Regions from separate parts of the Mus musculus genome. Here all the other regions are linked to region 1. The links are chromatin contacts, called in public HiChIP or PLAC-seq and promoter capture Hi-C maps. All regions are on one chromosome and are shown on one strand. Each heading gives the region's core, a stretch centred on a gene start, on an enhancer-like site or on the middle of the called end of the contact. The rest is flanking DNA. Distances are from core to core; before and after follow the strand shown.

Region 1 (3,621 bases), core at 514-3,013:
AACTCAGAAATCTGCCTGTCTCTGCCTCCCAAGTGTGGGGATTAAAGGCGTGCGCCACCACCGCCCAGCTGGGTGCCCAGATTTCTATGGCAAATCAGATCATCACTAACTGGCCCCAGATAGGCAAGAGTTTTTTCCTTGCTAGTTTTCACTCTGTCTTAATACAAGATAGGCAGAATTCTCCATACCAAATGCAGAGAGAGAGAGAGAGAGAGAGAGAGAGAGAGAGAGAGAGAGAGAGAGAGAAATTCTTGCAACAGGGGATGTGTAAAAATATGATACCTGCATAAGCTTAAAAGCACCAGTATGTATTACTGACCCAGAGCCCTGTTTATGAGTGAAGCCACAAATGGTTTCGGATGAAATAAAAGCCACAAAATTGTGCAGCATACAAATATGCATACCTGTGTATTTAGGAACAGCAATTACCTGGAAACATAAACGGAACAGAATAAGGAGGACTGGGGGACCTGGTGGAGCTGGCACACGCCTTAATAATCCCAGCACTCTGGAGGCAGAGGCTGGTGGGTTTCCGTGGGTTTGAAGCCAGCTTAATTGCACAGAGTTAGCAGTCCAGCAGACAGAGCTGAGAAGTTTTGGGGGTTGGGGTGGTGAGAACTGTCAAAGGCTCCGTTCAGTGTATTTTGTTTTCCTACTAAGAATAAAGGTTTGCAAAACAGAAAAAATGCTACAACTTCTAAAGCAACTTGCTAACAAGTTTTGTCAAGGTGGAAACCTCAAAGGCAGCCTTCCCCACGAGGATTCCATCTTTGAGTTTCGGACCCTCTCCTGTTTCAGGCAGGCATTACAAGTGATTTTCTTCTCATCAGTCTCGGAGTAGGGGGTAGGGTGGGGAGCACGGGGCGGGGCAATTCCCTGCAGATTACTGATCTCACCCCTTTCCGACTCATAAAACTACCGGATCTAGTTCCAGTCCCCCATCTTCTTCGCTCGGGGCTGCAGAAAAACAAAAGGGGGAGGGGAGTGGGGGAGTAGAGGAAGCATGAACTCTGAAGCCATCTCGGAAGTCCACAGCTGGAAAACAGCCGGAAAATCCGCCGGCAAGAGCAGACCCCTAGAGCACTTCTCTGGGATGCGCAACTCCGCCGTGGGCAGAGGCCTGGCTCCATACAGCCAGATTCCAGACAACGTACCGGTGGGGGACTGACTGCGGTGGAAGACAAGGGGCCACTCAAAGCCATACTTAGGGACTGGGGACTGCGGGCCGGGGAGCAGGGGGATGGGTCTCAATTAAAACGAAACCCGAAAGAGAGGGTATGCACCGGTCCTTCGAAGGAGGATGCATAACTCTACTGTCTCTTCATTGGTCGCAGGTGACCGTGGTGCAACAGGGACCAGGCCCGTGGGCGATACTTGGGAGGGGGGGGGGGGCGGGACCCGCCCTGCCCTGGGCTCGGTCTCCCTCCCAGGGAGGGCGGGCTGCTCACCTTGGGGTCCCGCTCATAGTAATGCTGCTGCGTGCGGATCCAGCGGCCCACTAGGTGGTCGCGAACTGTGTGTGCCAGAGCGAAGAAGTAGTCGCGGGGCGTGGCCACATTGCGGTCCTTGACCAGCGTGAAATGCAGGTGTCTGTTGAAGCTCTTCCGCACCTCGGCCACGTCGCCCAGCCCCGCGATGCCACGCACGCTGATCTGCTTCTGCCTCTCACTGTCCGTCAACGGCTTCGCCATGGCGCCAGAAGAGGCAGAGGACAGGGTACGGCCCTGGAGCGAGCAGAGAAGACTCTAGCGCTGGGATGCTGCGGTGTCTCTGGCGCCAAGGACTGCAGCGGAGGCCGGCTCATACGGATTGCGCCTGCGCTTTGCGAGAGGGCCGGGCCCTGTGGATGGGCGTGGGCTGATCTGGAGGCGGAGCCTCGGAGAAAGAGCCCGTCAATCAGGCTGTTTCAGCCGGGAAGAGAACGTGGACGCTCGAGGGGAAATGGTTTATTCCTTTACTGGTGTGTCTGGGGCTGGAAAAACCGGACTGCAGCTTCCCCATACCTAAGATTTACCACTTTTATGAGGCAAAAGTAGAAACCGAACCAGTGGCTGCGCCTGCCACACTGGAAGGCAAACTCTTGCCATTCAGGGACTTCCTGGAGTTTCCGGGGCTGCAGGGACTGGCTCTGCACAGAATCACCAGATGCCCTTTTTAGGACTGCATTGGGTGCTCAGGTGTAGCTGAGCTCTGTTAAACGTTCAGAGAAGTGTGCACACGCTTGACAGACAGCCCCCAATACCTGCTGGGACTCGTCGCCAAGCTGACAGGTGGTTCTGAAAACACACGCAAGAAAAAAACGTTGTTTGTGCAAAAACTAAAAATTCATAAGTCATATCAATGTTTGTGCCTCCATGACACCACTTCAGCTCTGGAGAACAAACTGCATGGAACTCCTCAAAATACAAATCGCCAGTCTAGGCTGCAGTGACAAACACAAAAAATCTGCTGCAAATTAAGTATACAGCATTCTCTCCAAGGATGGGCAGAGGCTACTATCAATCACAACCTTTCTGGTTGTTAAAGAAAAATTCCATCCAGAAAGAAGTCAGCCATGCACAAGGAGAAGAAGGAGAAACATTTCATTGGTGAGCAGGGAAGCAAGCTGAGGTTCTGAAAGGGTTTAGGCCAGCCCAAATTTCTTACCGTTTATAGGTCAGGAGGCAACACTGCCTGCCTAGGGGACCATCTCAGAGTGGTCTCTGAATCCCTTAATCATTAAGGGAGTTTAGTTAGGAGTGTTTACAGCAACATAAATTGCAGAAACAAATGGTTTTATATAAGAATACATTATAATTTCAATAATATGTATCAGGCAGGTAGCAATAAAAAGGCATACAGGAATTGCAAATAACAGTAGTCTTGGACTGTAAAAGAACTTTTCTCTTAGCAAACTGTAAGAGGAGGTTCAGCATGACCTTAGTCCTCTGTGACAACCTTCCCTTCAGGCAGTTTTGGCAAATGTTTGTTTTCCAGATAAAGGGTGGGTGGTTTTTTTTTTTTTTTTTTTTTTTTAACAAGGCAGGACTCAACCTACCTAAGTAAAACTTTAATCCAATTGACTCCTACATAACCAGACACCAAGCTATCATAAAATTATACAGACATACATTCATACATGAATATATATAGTTTTTGAAGGAATACCCTATAGCTAGAGATCAGCCTCTCTGACAGAGACACATAACCCTTCACCATATGTGGGGAGCAGCTTTCAAAGCTGCCGCTTGGCACTCTTTCCCAGGGAGCTCTGGGATGAGACCCTCTGGTCATCGATATACAGTGCTGCCTCCTGTAAACTCCCTTGGCCCCAGAAGAACTGCCTTCCCTTGTTGTGGAGACGCTTTCCCCACATAGTGAGGTCAGTGACTTGCCTTCATTTGCCTCTTTAGGTTAGCTGATGGGGATGCAGACGGTCCTGCTTATGGAGATAAAGGTTGCCACAGGGGATGTCATAAAAGTCCAGGTGTAGGACTGGAGGTGTAGCTCAGTAATAGTGTGGTTTGCACAATGGATACCCTGCATTCCAGTGCCAGTTCTAGAAAAGGCAAATTAAGTTGTTCCTGGTTTGATGATTCCAAAGTTAATTTACCTCAACCTCTACTCAGTGGCAGACTTCTT
Region 2 (3,621 bases), core at 685-3,184, 250 kb before region 1:
TGACCCATGTCTCTAAGATCCATGTGTCCATCAGAAGCTTATTGTATATCTATTATGATATTTGACACAACTACAAAAAGCAATTACAAATATTGCATTCATAATTTTGGCTGACTGCTAGCCTAAGTGCACACAACTGTTTCACCACCACTGCATCGGTGAGGGTAGTCTATTAAAGGAGGAACACTTTTGGGAAAGTCATCAACTCTGACTCTGCTCCATAAAATACAAAAACTATAGGTAGTCTGCCATTCATCTCTTTCTACTGAGCATCAGAAACCCATCTGTGACTTGTGTACCTCAGGTTATGGGAGCTTTTTTTTTTTTTTTTTTTTTTTCTGTACAGAGCTAAGCATCTTAGTCTTTAGTCAAGTTATACAACTCTGTCACTGTCAGGCAAAAGCAGAAGTATACTACATAGACTCAAGGATGCTGCATTCCAATTATTAAACACCCAAAAGGAGTTAAGTTTATCTCAAAACACAGGAAGTTTTACAGCCAAGCAAAGGTGGGCCAACAAGTTCCTTATGAACACAATACAGCTCAAAGTTAAATTTGTAGCCAATGAAAAGACAAGAACAATATGACTGGCTGAAGTCAGCCTTTACCTTACATAGTTTTGGCGGTTTGGGCCTGACTGGCTGGAGGCCCAGCCATTTTTTCACAATTTGTATATATTACCCAGGTAGGGTACAGTTCACTATGAACAGAAGCCACTTGGAGCCAGTATCATTCAAGTATAGACAAAGATCTTAGTTGAAGTTAATTCAAGCCAGATGTGGTGGTACTTGGGAGAACTAGCACTTGGGAGACAGAGGGAGGCAAATCACTCTGAATTTGAGGCCAGCATGGTCTACACAGCTAGCTCCAGGCCAATCAGTTACTCAATGTGACACTGTCTCAAAACAAACAAACAAACAACAAAAACTGAAACTATAGACAATTAAATTTAATCAATTCTCACATGTTATGAAATACTTTCTCATTTTCTCTGAATAACTTACAATGTAAGAACCAATCCTAATTCGAAAGCTCAGAACCAGGTCTGTGGCATTGGCTGACCCAATAAGTTCCAGGTTAGTGAAAGTGACTCCAAATTTCATCAATAAAAAAGGATTAGAGGTTGATTTCAACCAACAGAAGGCAAACCTTGTTACTTATCTTGTGGGGTTCTTAACAGACAGTCTCGGTTCCTTGCTAGAAATTACAGAAAACCATGCAATTAATAGGCACACAAGACTTGGGCTGCAGAGTTTCAGAAAAATGAGTAAAGATGGAGGGAAAGGAGCTGGAGAAATGGTTCACTGGTTAAGAACTCATACTGCTCTTGTAGAGGACCCAAGTTCCCAGCACCCACAGTGGGCAGCTCACAGCCGCCGCAACTGCAGCTCCAGGACGACCTCGTCTGTCCTCTGCAGGCACTCACGTACACAGAAACACAAATACACATTTTTAAGAACAACCATTCGGCAGACACTGCAGAGACTCCCATTTCTCTTCAGTTCTTCTAAGCATCTTTCAAAGGATGTTCAGATGAAGGCTCTAGTTCCTACAAGGCTGTGGGCAAGAAGTGAAGCGCTAAAGTCACCGGGCAGCTAGGTTCCGAGGTTGGTGGGCACACTCTCCTGCCCCATCTCCTGATGGAGACTGTGCGGTCACCATAGAAAGACAGGCCAGCCAAGGGTCTGGAGAGTTTCTCCAGTACGGCTCGGATGTCCTTCTCAGCCCTAAGCAAGCCCACCAAGCCATTAACGGAGAGGACCATCCACCCACACACAGCAGTAAGCCTTGATAACACTCATCCACCTCTCGTGCACGCGCACCCTATAAAATTTAGTGTCCGAATCTCGCGCGATCTTGCCACGGAGACCCCGGAGCTTTGGAAGGGTCAGGTGACCTCCGAGACTCCGCCCAGGTGTTCCTGACCGCCTTGCGCATGCGCGGCGCGGCAGAAGCGGCTCGCGCGCTGCTTGGGTTGCCGAGGCTATGGGGCTGAGTCGGGTCCGCGCGGTCTTCTTTGACCTGGACAACACACTCATCGACACGGCCGGGGCGAGCAGGAGAGGCATGTTGGAGGTAACGTCCCCGCGCCGTCGCCCTCCCCTGCCGGGCCAGCACTCCGCTCCGCACCCTCAGTCCCCCCGCTGCGTGCCCGTGGAGCTTCTTTCCCGCGCGTGGGGCCGGGTGCTGGACTCTGAACTGCCACGACTGCAGAGTCGCCGCCACCTGCGGTCACCCGGGCTCGGACGGCGCGGGACGAGACCCCTCGCCCTCCTCTTGCTGCAGCCCCGCGCGAGATGGGCTGCGGTGGGTTTTGGGGAAGAGGCTCAGACAAGGCTTTGGCCCAGGAAGTTATATAACTCTGAGAGGCGGGCCTGGACTTAACCTACATCATAGCATTTTTTTTTTCCCTGCAGGCCTCCCTGTGGCCTTCCGGGCTTTCTGGTGCTGAGACCCTCGGCACATAAAATGCTGAGGGGGCAGTCTTTTAGTGAGGCATTGCTGATCTGCACCCTCCTAGCTATAGCTACAGATGCTGTCGGACATCTTCCTTTTCCAGTCCTGCTCTTAACCCACCCCTACTTTCCATCCCCTGCCTTCAGCTTCAAGGAGAAACCGAAGGAGTATCAGATGTGGAAAGCCCACTTACAAAAAAATGCCTGCCCTTTCAATACTAAGGGTCTTATGCGTCTTCAGGTAGTTTTTTGTTTATCTGGATCTTAAACCTTCCACATTTCTTGCTGCATTGCACCCACAGTTTGTTCGTGTCGGTCTTTAAAATTTTTTAACCCTACATCTCTCTTGGACTGTGCTTTTCTGCACAGCTATGTTTTAAGGAAAATTGCCACCCGTTGTCTCCATCAGGGCTCTCTTCTCTGTATTTCCAAATCCACTCACTGGGACGTAGCTTCTGTCTCTGCCACAAGAATACAATAGGCTTGCCAAGTGGTTAGGTGGCTCCCAAAGTGCCAACGTCACTAGGTATTTTGAATTGGGGTGTGCATGTGCGTGTGCGTGTGCGTGTGTGTGTGTTATTTTCTTGGTTCTGAGGTTTGAGCCTACCTCCTCGCCATCCGAGACAGGTTCTCCCCTGAGCTACTTCTCCCCACACTTGGAATCAGTCTTAACTGAAGATTTCCACGCTGTCGATTGCCCCGTGCATTGTGACACCCTCACACGTTACATACTTCCGTGTGTTCTGCCTCCATTATCTCAGACTGCAGACAGGGCACACTCAACAGGTGCTCTTATCCAGCTGAGGCCCGTGTTTTGAGACTCAGGTTTTGTGTTAGGCTGGTTCTTGTTAAGTAGGTCTATTAAACCTCACATTTGAATCACAATTCTCCCAGTACTCGGTGCCTCAGCAGACCCCCTGTCTATGCCTAGCCTCAGATCCTCGTAAATTTGAGCATTAGTCTGCATAACACTGTCAGGTAGCTTTCATGCCATACATGGGAAGATTGTACCATCCAGCGCTCATTCAGTGAACTGCGTCCCCATCCACTCTTGTCTCCCAGTCTCGCTTATTCTCCCCTTAATGACAAAAAGGCTCATCCAATGTAAATTTTTGCTGTAGTCTTATCTCCAGGCTGACCACATCCAATTCATCTTTCATATCCC
Region 3 (3,621 bases), core at 369-2,868, 170 kb before region 1:
ACTTGCTCACAATTACTCATGGATGTATGGAGTTGAAATCCAAGTCTTCTCTGTCCGGGTCTTACATCATCATTCTCTCCCTTCGTCCCAGGTCTCATGCATACTAAGCGAGTGCTGTACTACAGAGCTCTATCCCTACCCCTTTTTATTTCATTTTAAGACAGTCTTACTGAGCTCTCCAGGCTGACTGCCCACTTGGAATCTTCCTGCCTCAGTCTCCTGAGTAGCTGTGCTTATAAATAGTAGCACGAACCACTGTGCCTGACCAGTCTTACCCTATTTCAAAGATAGCTTATTTATTTAGGGAGTGTAAGAACCTTAGGTCGGAGAAGCACCAAGGGGTGCAAAGCCTGCTCACTCTTTTCTCTTGACTGCAGAGACTCGATTGTAAGTATGCAATCTTTATCCACTTTCTTTTGGTTGTGCATTTCTAAGGTTTTTTTAATGGGGTGAAAGGGCTAAATAGGATAAAATATATTGTGGAAATAATCTCTTTTTTATTTCTATAACTGAAGACTGAGCCTAGGGCCTTATGTTTGCTAGGCCAGAGATACACTGAGCTAAATCTCTAACCCTTAAAATATCTTTTAAAAAACCAAAAATTTCCCAAGTTGTTTTCCAAGCATAAATGAGATTTGTTCTTTCTCCCAATCTCCATCTTGTTCCCTTTAGGGTATGGTTTCTGGAAAGCTATTAGCTGAGATAAAAGTCCAGGCTGTGTCAGCTGGGAGAATGAACCCACACCTTCTCTCAGGTTTAGTCACTGACCCTGCTGAGGCGTCCTGCAGTCTAGAGAGACTTACAGGCCGTGTAGCTGCCACCAGAGTGAAAAGACTAAGGCTTGCGCTGCTTTCCACGGTTGGCAGCACTCGCGGAAGATGAGGATAGACTGTTAGGGAGAAATTCCTGTGCTGGCTCCCCTCATCTCAGGAATCCACTGTCCACAGGTTTTGTGCAGCCTGTCTCCTAGAAGTGGAGGCTGACATTGATCATCTGGCATCAGAGGCCTGCCACAGGGCTTCTGTAGGCTAGGGTTGCCTGGGATGATGTGGTATAATGTGGGCAGGATAGGTGGAGAGACAAGACATCTAGGGTACCTGCATAGAGAACTCTACCCACTTGCTCACCCCAGGGCTCCAAGTACAGCTTTGAGTATTTACCATGTGTCCACCACCACCCCAACCCCCTTTTTCCACCAGTTCATGAAGGAAGTATATGCAATGTCTCTTATCTCTGGCATAGACAGTTCATCTGTTGAGCAAATTGACAGGGTCCAGCAGAGGAAGCATTCCAAAGACAGGTGTCCAGAGAGGCCAAGTGACACTTCTGAGAGAGACTGTGTATTGTGTGCTCTGTTGTAGGCACCTAGAGCAAGAGTACAGGGGAAGGCTGAGCCTCCTGCGGTCCGAGGTAGAGATGGAGCGAGAGTTATTCTGGGAGCAAGCCCGCAGGCAGAGAGCCGTGCTGGAGCAGGATGTGGGCCGTCTCCAGGCTGAGGAGACCAGTCTCCGAGAGAAGCTGACATTGGCTCTGAAGGTAGGTGGGAGGCATCCCTGCTGTAAACCGGGAGGGCACATATTGGCAGAGCAGAGTGACATCACACTCACTCAAAGTAGGAGGTCTTGGCTTTGCTCAATCCTCCTCTGTTCTGAGTCATCTGAGCTCAAAATCAGAGTGAATCAGCTCCTACCACAGCCGCATGGCTGCATCCCTAGGGTCTAGGAACACCTTTAGACACGGCCTGCCATGACCTGGATTCATAGCCACAACTTTTAGGGTTTTTGGTGCCTCCCTGCCTTGTACCTCCCCTGCTTTTGGCTCCCAAACACCATCTTAGCTGTGTGGACAGCCAAGCTCTAGCAGCACTTACCTGCGTGCCTTCTTTCTGTTCTGCTCCCAGCTTTTTTCCTAATGCCTAAGGACCTCTGTGGCCTTTTTCCTCCACCCTGGTTCCTGCAGCCCCTGCCCGTTGTGGTAAGAGTATCTGGACATAACTCACGTCATCCACTAATGTGATGCCATTCTCTTGACCCTTCTCAGCACAATCCTTGTCTTCTGACACCCACCACTGCGGTGCTGGACCTCTGAACCATTCTGATACAACTTCAAACCGATCACTTTAAAAGCAGCTTGGACATAACGCTTTACCAGCCCTTTCTTCCTTCACTCATGAATGCTCTGAACATGGGAGTGGGAGCAAGAAGGGAAGACAGTGGGGAAACAATCACCTTGGAGGTGTTGGGTTTGTCATAAGAGATGGGGTTCCAACAGCTCACCCTGCCTGCTTGGTGTAGAGGCAGCAGGCAGCCACATGCCTGCCTTTTTCAGGGCTTTTCCTGAAAAGCTGCTAGAAACAACCCTCCACCATACAGAGAGGTGACATGGAGACTTATCAGCATCTTTCTGTGTCCTGAACCCAGCCCATGTCAACCTATCTCCTAGGAAAACAGTCGATTGCAGAAGGAGATCATAGAAGTGGTAGAAAAGCTTTCGGATTCAGAGAAGCTGGTCCTACGCCTGCAGAGTGACCTCCAGTTTGTGCTGAAGGACAAGGCAAGCCTTTGCTATTCAGAGCAGTTCCAGTGGTCAGTGGGGTCAGAGTCAGCACATCATGTCCTGTCTTCCCAGGAAAGCTGATATGCTGGTATGCACATTTCTCTCTTTCAGCTGGAGCCTCAGAGCATGGAGCTCCTGGCCCAGGAGGAGCAGTTCACAGCCATCCTGAACGATTATGAGCTTAAGTGCAGGGTACGTGCCTTTCCCCGAGTCTGCTTACCCATCTTGAGCATCCCTGGGTCCCCTTCCTACAGCCTGCCCTGCAGCAATGACAGGAAGGGCAGGCCTGCTGCACAGGACCAGCACTATGGATTTGCAGAAACTCCCTGGCTCAAGACCCCAGTGGCCACGTGAGGCCTCATCTCTTTCCTATCATCTCCTTGGCCGTCAAGTGCAGGGTGGCCCACAAGTGATTGCAAGCGCTTCTTTTCCAGAAAGAACTTCTTATTCAGGCTCTGGTCAGCCATACCTGGGCACTGCTTGGCTGTGCTGCAGATACTCCAGTGACTAGTCAAATCCCAAGACAGAAAGTGTTCCCTGACTGTACTTCCAAATGAACCTTCGTAAAGAAATTTCAGTATAGGAAGACCAGAAAGAGAAATCAAAGTTCAAATGACCCATTACTAATAAGAAGAAGAACTTTGAATTATTAAATGATCTGTCACAAATTCTTATTAGTCAGCTCTTGATTAGCCTAAGTTTACCAAAAGTTAATTGGTGTAAAACTTACCAGGGGCATTATTTAAAAAGAGAGGCATATGTGTGGTTAAATTTAGACACTATATAGGGCTGGAGAGATGGCTCAGCAGTTAAGAGCACTGACTGCTCTTCTGGAGGGCCTGAGTTCAAATCCCAGCAACCACATGGTGGCTCACAGCCATCTGTGATGAGATCTGACACCCTCTTCTGGGGTGTCTGAAGGGCTACAGTGTACTTACATATAATAAATAAATAAAATCTTTTTAAAAATTTAGACACTATAAAAACTCCTGCCCTTGAAGGTAGATGTACATTAGTGTGCTGTCTCAGCAAGTGCAGTAGCTGATGCAGGAGGATTGCTTGCAC
Region 4 (3,621 bases), core at 352-2,851, 140 kb before region 1:
AGGATAAAAATGAACTGTGGTAATATGAAGTCTCAGTTCGTTCACAACTTGGCAAATTTAATCTGTCCTATTAAGTTCTTCTGCTTACATATTAAGTATTTAAAGGTTTCTGATCTACATCACAATTTCTTGCTCTAAAGGACAAGGTTAAAATGAAGTATAAGTTAAAAATGGTTACTTAAGAACTTTTAAAATTTTAAGGAAAAGCTTAATCCAACATTGTTTTGTTTCTTTTTTTAAATTTTTTTATTAGATATTTTCTTCATTTACTGTTTTGTTTCTTACTCTAGTATATGGATATGAACCCATAGCTTCATGCACGCTGGACAAGTGCTTCACCAATGAGGCACAACTCCAAACCTTTTTACAAGAACTCACAAAATTGCCAGGGATGGCTTACAATTGTAGCCTAGGTTGCTGTTGAACTTGCTATGTAGACCAGCCTGGCCTGGAACTCAGAGCTCTGCCTGCCTCTGCCTCCCAAGTGCTGGGATCAAAGACAAGTTCCACTACACCTGCTTGGTATTCAACTTTTGTTCCTCCTGTCTCAGGTGGATTACCAACCCTGAAATTCAACATTTTAATAGTCCCCAAATACTTTGTCAACTAACTAGAATAAGACCTATTATAATAACTACTCAGGAAAAATACATTAAATATAACCACAAGCTTAATAAATGAATTAACATTCTCTTGCCATGTGACACATTTGCTTCAAGTCTTATTATTTAGAAAAAATCCAGAACTGGTTTGAGATACAGAAGAATGTCAGAAGGAGATATTACTTTGCTATCAAAACCAGCATTTCCATGCACACATTCCTTCCTTCCTTCCTTCCTTCCTTCCTTCCTTCCTTCCTTCCTTCCTTCTTTTCTTCCTTCTTTCCTTCCTTCTTTCTCTCTTTCTTTTTTTTTCCTAGACAGGGTTTCTCTGTGTAGCCCTAGCTGTCCTGGAACTTGCTCTTTAGACCAGGCTGGCCTCAAACTCATCATTCCACCTGCCTCTGCCTCTCAAGTGCTGGGATTAAGGCGTGAGCCATTACCTGGCTGCTCACACACACATTCTTAACAAGGTTTAAAGTATGTGTCAACAGAAACTACCTGACTATTCTTTTTAAGCAGGACTGAAGTGCCATCATCAACTTCAAATTCTCCATAGTCTTTTAAACACCGCACCTGAAAGAACAAATTAACATTATTTTTCCTTAGGGACAAGGTCTTAGCTGTGTTTTCTAGGTAAGTCTCTAACTCAGCTCTCCAAACTCAAGTGATTGTACTGTGTCAGCTTCCTGACTGACAGTATAGCTGTGCCCCCACCATAACTGGTTTATATTATTATACTGTATGAATATTAAATATATAATATTTAAATCCACTCAAGCCTCATTTTTGAAGAACCCACTCATACATCAGTATGTGAACAGGACACAGCGAAGTTTGTAAGTTCCTAATTTTGGAAAAGATTCTTTCAATCTTCAATATGCAGATTCATTCCAGGGAGTCTCTTTTTTTTTTTTTTTTTATTCTTCAGCTGACAGCAAGAGGATTTATTGTACATGAGTTACACTTGGCCATAAGAGAGAACAGAATTAGTCCAGAGTGCCAAAGGTCCAGGGCAGAGGGCCAGCAGGACTGTTTTGGTTGTAAGAAAGGCAGTCATTCGCAGGTTATCATGGCGAGGTGATGTTCCAGGTCTACTGAGACTTATTACCGACAGCAGCATACAGTCCGACAGCTTGTTCGGCTGCCCCAGCCTTGAGCATCCCTCACATCTGCTCCCGCAGGCGTCCTGGGTGCACAGGCTGGCTTACTTGGACCTCTGCCTCATTTTTCTTCTCTTGCACTTTAGCCTGCACATTCTCTTCTTCAGCCACTTCGCTCTCATGGCGCAGGAGTCTCAAGGAAGATGGTGCTAAGACCGAGAGCCAGAGTCAGGGATTCTTAGCAGCAGAAAATGAAAGCACAACTTTCATTTGGTGGCATAATAAGAAGCAAAAGTGAAACTGGACTGAGTTATCTTTTAATTTGTAAATCTTAATCATCCCAGATCGTTCTTGTTAACCTTGCTCTTTAAGCAGATAGGTTATTGGAAGGTAGAGAGTAAGGCAGTCTTTGACAGCAACTTCTGCAGTGGAAAAGAACTAACTCTCTGGACTGGCAAGATGGAGCAAAGTGTAAAGCGCTTACTGTTAAGACTGGTGATCCACGTTTCATGCCCTCATCTCACAGGACAAGGAGAGAACCAACTCCCCAAAACTGTCCTCAGGTTACCAATGGACATGCAGCCACATTTAAGTACACATTACTTGGAAAGAGTTTTTTTGTTTTTGTTTTTTTTTTTTTTTTAAGGGAGAGTATTGAGTGATATCAAGAAAATTAGGGAGGCATTTCATCTCCTAAGAACTGAGAAAGAGTTTACTCTCCTAAGGGTTAGTTAGGACTCCACTGACTGCCACTGACTTCAGCAGCAAGTAGCAGGTACTTCTACTATGTCCTAACATTAATCTGAAATTTTACAATGACTTTAAAGCTTTTTAACTTAATGTGAGAAATACTATTAGAGTATCAGAGGGAAATCTTCACTGCTTTTGGGGAATGGCTTTGGGGAAGAGGGGCTGGTGCTGAGCCTACTGCATGCAAAGTGCAATCTGTACTCATTTAATATCCCAAAGTTCCCACACTTGTCTCATGAATATTTTAATTTTTTCTAATTTCATTTCACATGCATGTCTAGCTGTATACCACATGTACATACAGTGTTCAAGAGGGGCAGAAGAGGGCACTGGCTCACCGGTGTTACAGATGGCTGAGCTGCCATGTGAGTGCTAGGACTTAATCTGGATCCTCTGCGAGAGCAGCCAGTGTTCTTGATCAGTCATCATCGATCCTGTTCTTCATGAATATTGTTCTAAGTTTCCAGGTTGAAACTAGAATCTGACAGAGCTACACATTATGTTTTATGTCTTATCTTTTAATCTATAGGTTTGCTACCTCTTTAGAAACTTGTTCTTTCTGTGGCCATCTATTTGTGGTACCAAAGACAGAACTACTAAAATGAGTGTACTGATGAGATTTTAGGTGTCCATCCTAAAGATGGTGGAAACTGTCTTCCTCTCGCTCTTTTGTCTTGTTTCGGTTCTTTCCGTTTTAGGAGAAGCCAGTAAACCTTTATTTTTATAGAGGGTAGCACAATATATGCATTAAAGTAGGTACACATACTTCAATATATAGGCTTTTGGGGGGCTTCACATCTTGTGTGATGTCCAAGCCTTCATCTCCTCCCAGCGACCTCATGTAAGTAGCAAGAGACTTTTTATAATGGTTGAACCACTCCGTCTGTGAACAACAACAACAACAAAATAGTCATTTGACAAAGTTTAAGAAAAATTGCACTAACTAGGTACTACCTTTTTTTTTTTTTAAAGGTTTTTTGAGACAGGGTTTCTCTGTGTAGTCCTGGCTGGCCTCAAACTCAGAAATCCACCTGCCTCTGCCTCCCAAGTGCTGGGATTAAAGGCGTGCGCCACCACTGCCCGGCTAGTACTACCATTTCAAAGCCAGCGCATGCTAAGACTGGATCTTCCCACATCAGTTAACTTAGTTATGAAAAGCCTCCACAGAC

What was found. Promoter capture Hi-C pulls out the DNA fragments that hold promoters and counts their contacts. HiChIP or PLAC-seq counts read pairs in DNA pulled down with a chosen protein or histone mark.
Region 2: an H3K27ac HiChIP or PLAC-seq map of embryonic stem cells shows a contact between it and region 1, with 5 times the contacts expected there. The contact joins the promoter of Nanp here to the promoter of Pygb in region 1. A contact is called at or near these places in 9 of 39 promoter capture datasets (the C10 cell line, the HPC-7 cell line, embryonic stem cells and 4 more), 4 of 484 Hi-C or Micro-C datasets (CD8 T cells, bone marrow-derived macrophages, regulatory T cells and 1 more), 14 of 115 datasets of contacts at active chromatin or transcription factors (the 230-238 cell line, the SCID.adh cell line, astrocytes and 8 more) and 5 of 9 other capture datasets (adipose tissue, embryonic stem cells, liver and 2 more).
Region 3: a contact with region 1 is called in a promoter capture Hi-C map of hippocampal neurons, with 2.2 times the contacts expected there. The contact joins the enhancer-like site here to the promoter of Pygb in region 1. A contact is called at or near these places in 4 of 39 promoter capture datasets (the HPC-7 cell line, cranial neural crest, hippocampal neurons and 1 more), 2 of 484 Hi-C or Micro-C datasets (bone marrow-derived macrophages and embryonic stem cells), 3 of 115 datasets of contacts at active chromatin or transcription factors (embryonic stem cells and microglia) and 2 of 9 other capture datasets (adipose tissue and liver).
Region 4: a promoter capture Hi-C map of 3T3-L1-derived adipocytes shows a contact between it and region 1, with 2.3 times the contacts expected there. The contact joins the enhancer-like site here to the promoter of Pygb in region 1. A contact is called at or near these places in 5 of 39 promoter capture datasets (3T3-L1-derived adipocytes, the C10 cell line, the HPC-7 cell line and 2 more), 10 of 484 Hi-C or Micro-C datasets (B cells, bone marrow, embryonic stem cells and 7 more), 7 of 115 datasets of contacts at active chromatin or transcription factors (the 230-238 cell line, embryonic stem cells, extraembryonic endoderm stem cells and 3 more) and 3 of 9 other capture datasets (adipose tissue, liver and pancreatic islet).

Annotation. Positions count from the first base shown.
Region 1 is chr2:150,784,938-150,788,558 of GRCm38.p6, reverse strand. It overlaps Pygb (brain glycogen phosphorylase), which reads right to left and starts at 1,763. Exons shown (of 20, transcript NM_153781.1): 1 at 1,449-1,763. The coding sequence starts at 1,691. It overlaps Gm30141 (a long non-coding RNA gene), which reads left to right and starts at 1,807. Exons shown (of 3, transcript XR_375102.4): 1 at 1,807-2,588.
Region 2 is chr2:151,037,692-151,041,312 of GRCm38.p6, reverse strand. It overlaps Nanp (N-acetylneuraminic acid phosphatase), which reads left to right and starts at 1,934. Exons shown (of 2, transcript NM_026086.2): 1 at 1,934-2,076. The coding sequence starts at 1,987.
Region 3 is chr2:150,957,683-150,961,303 of GRCm38.p6, reverse strand. It overlaps Ninl (ninein-like), which reads left to right. Exons shown (of 24, transcript NM_207204.2): 11 at 1,362-1,536; 12 at 2,443-2,553; 13 at 2,668-2,748. Among named protein-coding and RNA genes, the nearest start is that of Gins1, 50 kb to the right of the region's middle. Within about 2 kb of position 1,618, at least 21 of the 459 cell types and tissues checked have an H3K27ac peak or open chromatin away from gene starts, as enhancers often do. A contact at or near this core is called in hippocampal neurons, where this site is marked.
Region 4 is chr2:150,925,596-150,929,216 of GRCm38.p6, reverse strand. Gins1 (GINS complex subunit 1 (Psf1 homolog)) reads right to left here. Exons shown (of 7, transcript NM_027014.1): 5 at 3,219-3,335; 6 at 1,101-1,175. It also overlaps the pseudogene Gm20550. Among named protein-coding and RNA genes, the nearest start is that of Gins1, 18 kb to the right of the region's middle. Within about 2 kb of position 1,601, at least 11 of the 459 cell types and tissues checked have an H3K27ac peak or open chromatin away from gene starts, as enhancers often do. A contact at or near this core is called in 3T3-L1-derived adipocytes, adipose tissue and regulatory T cells, where this site is marked.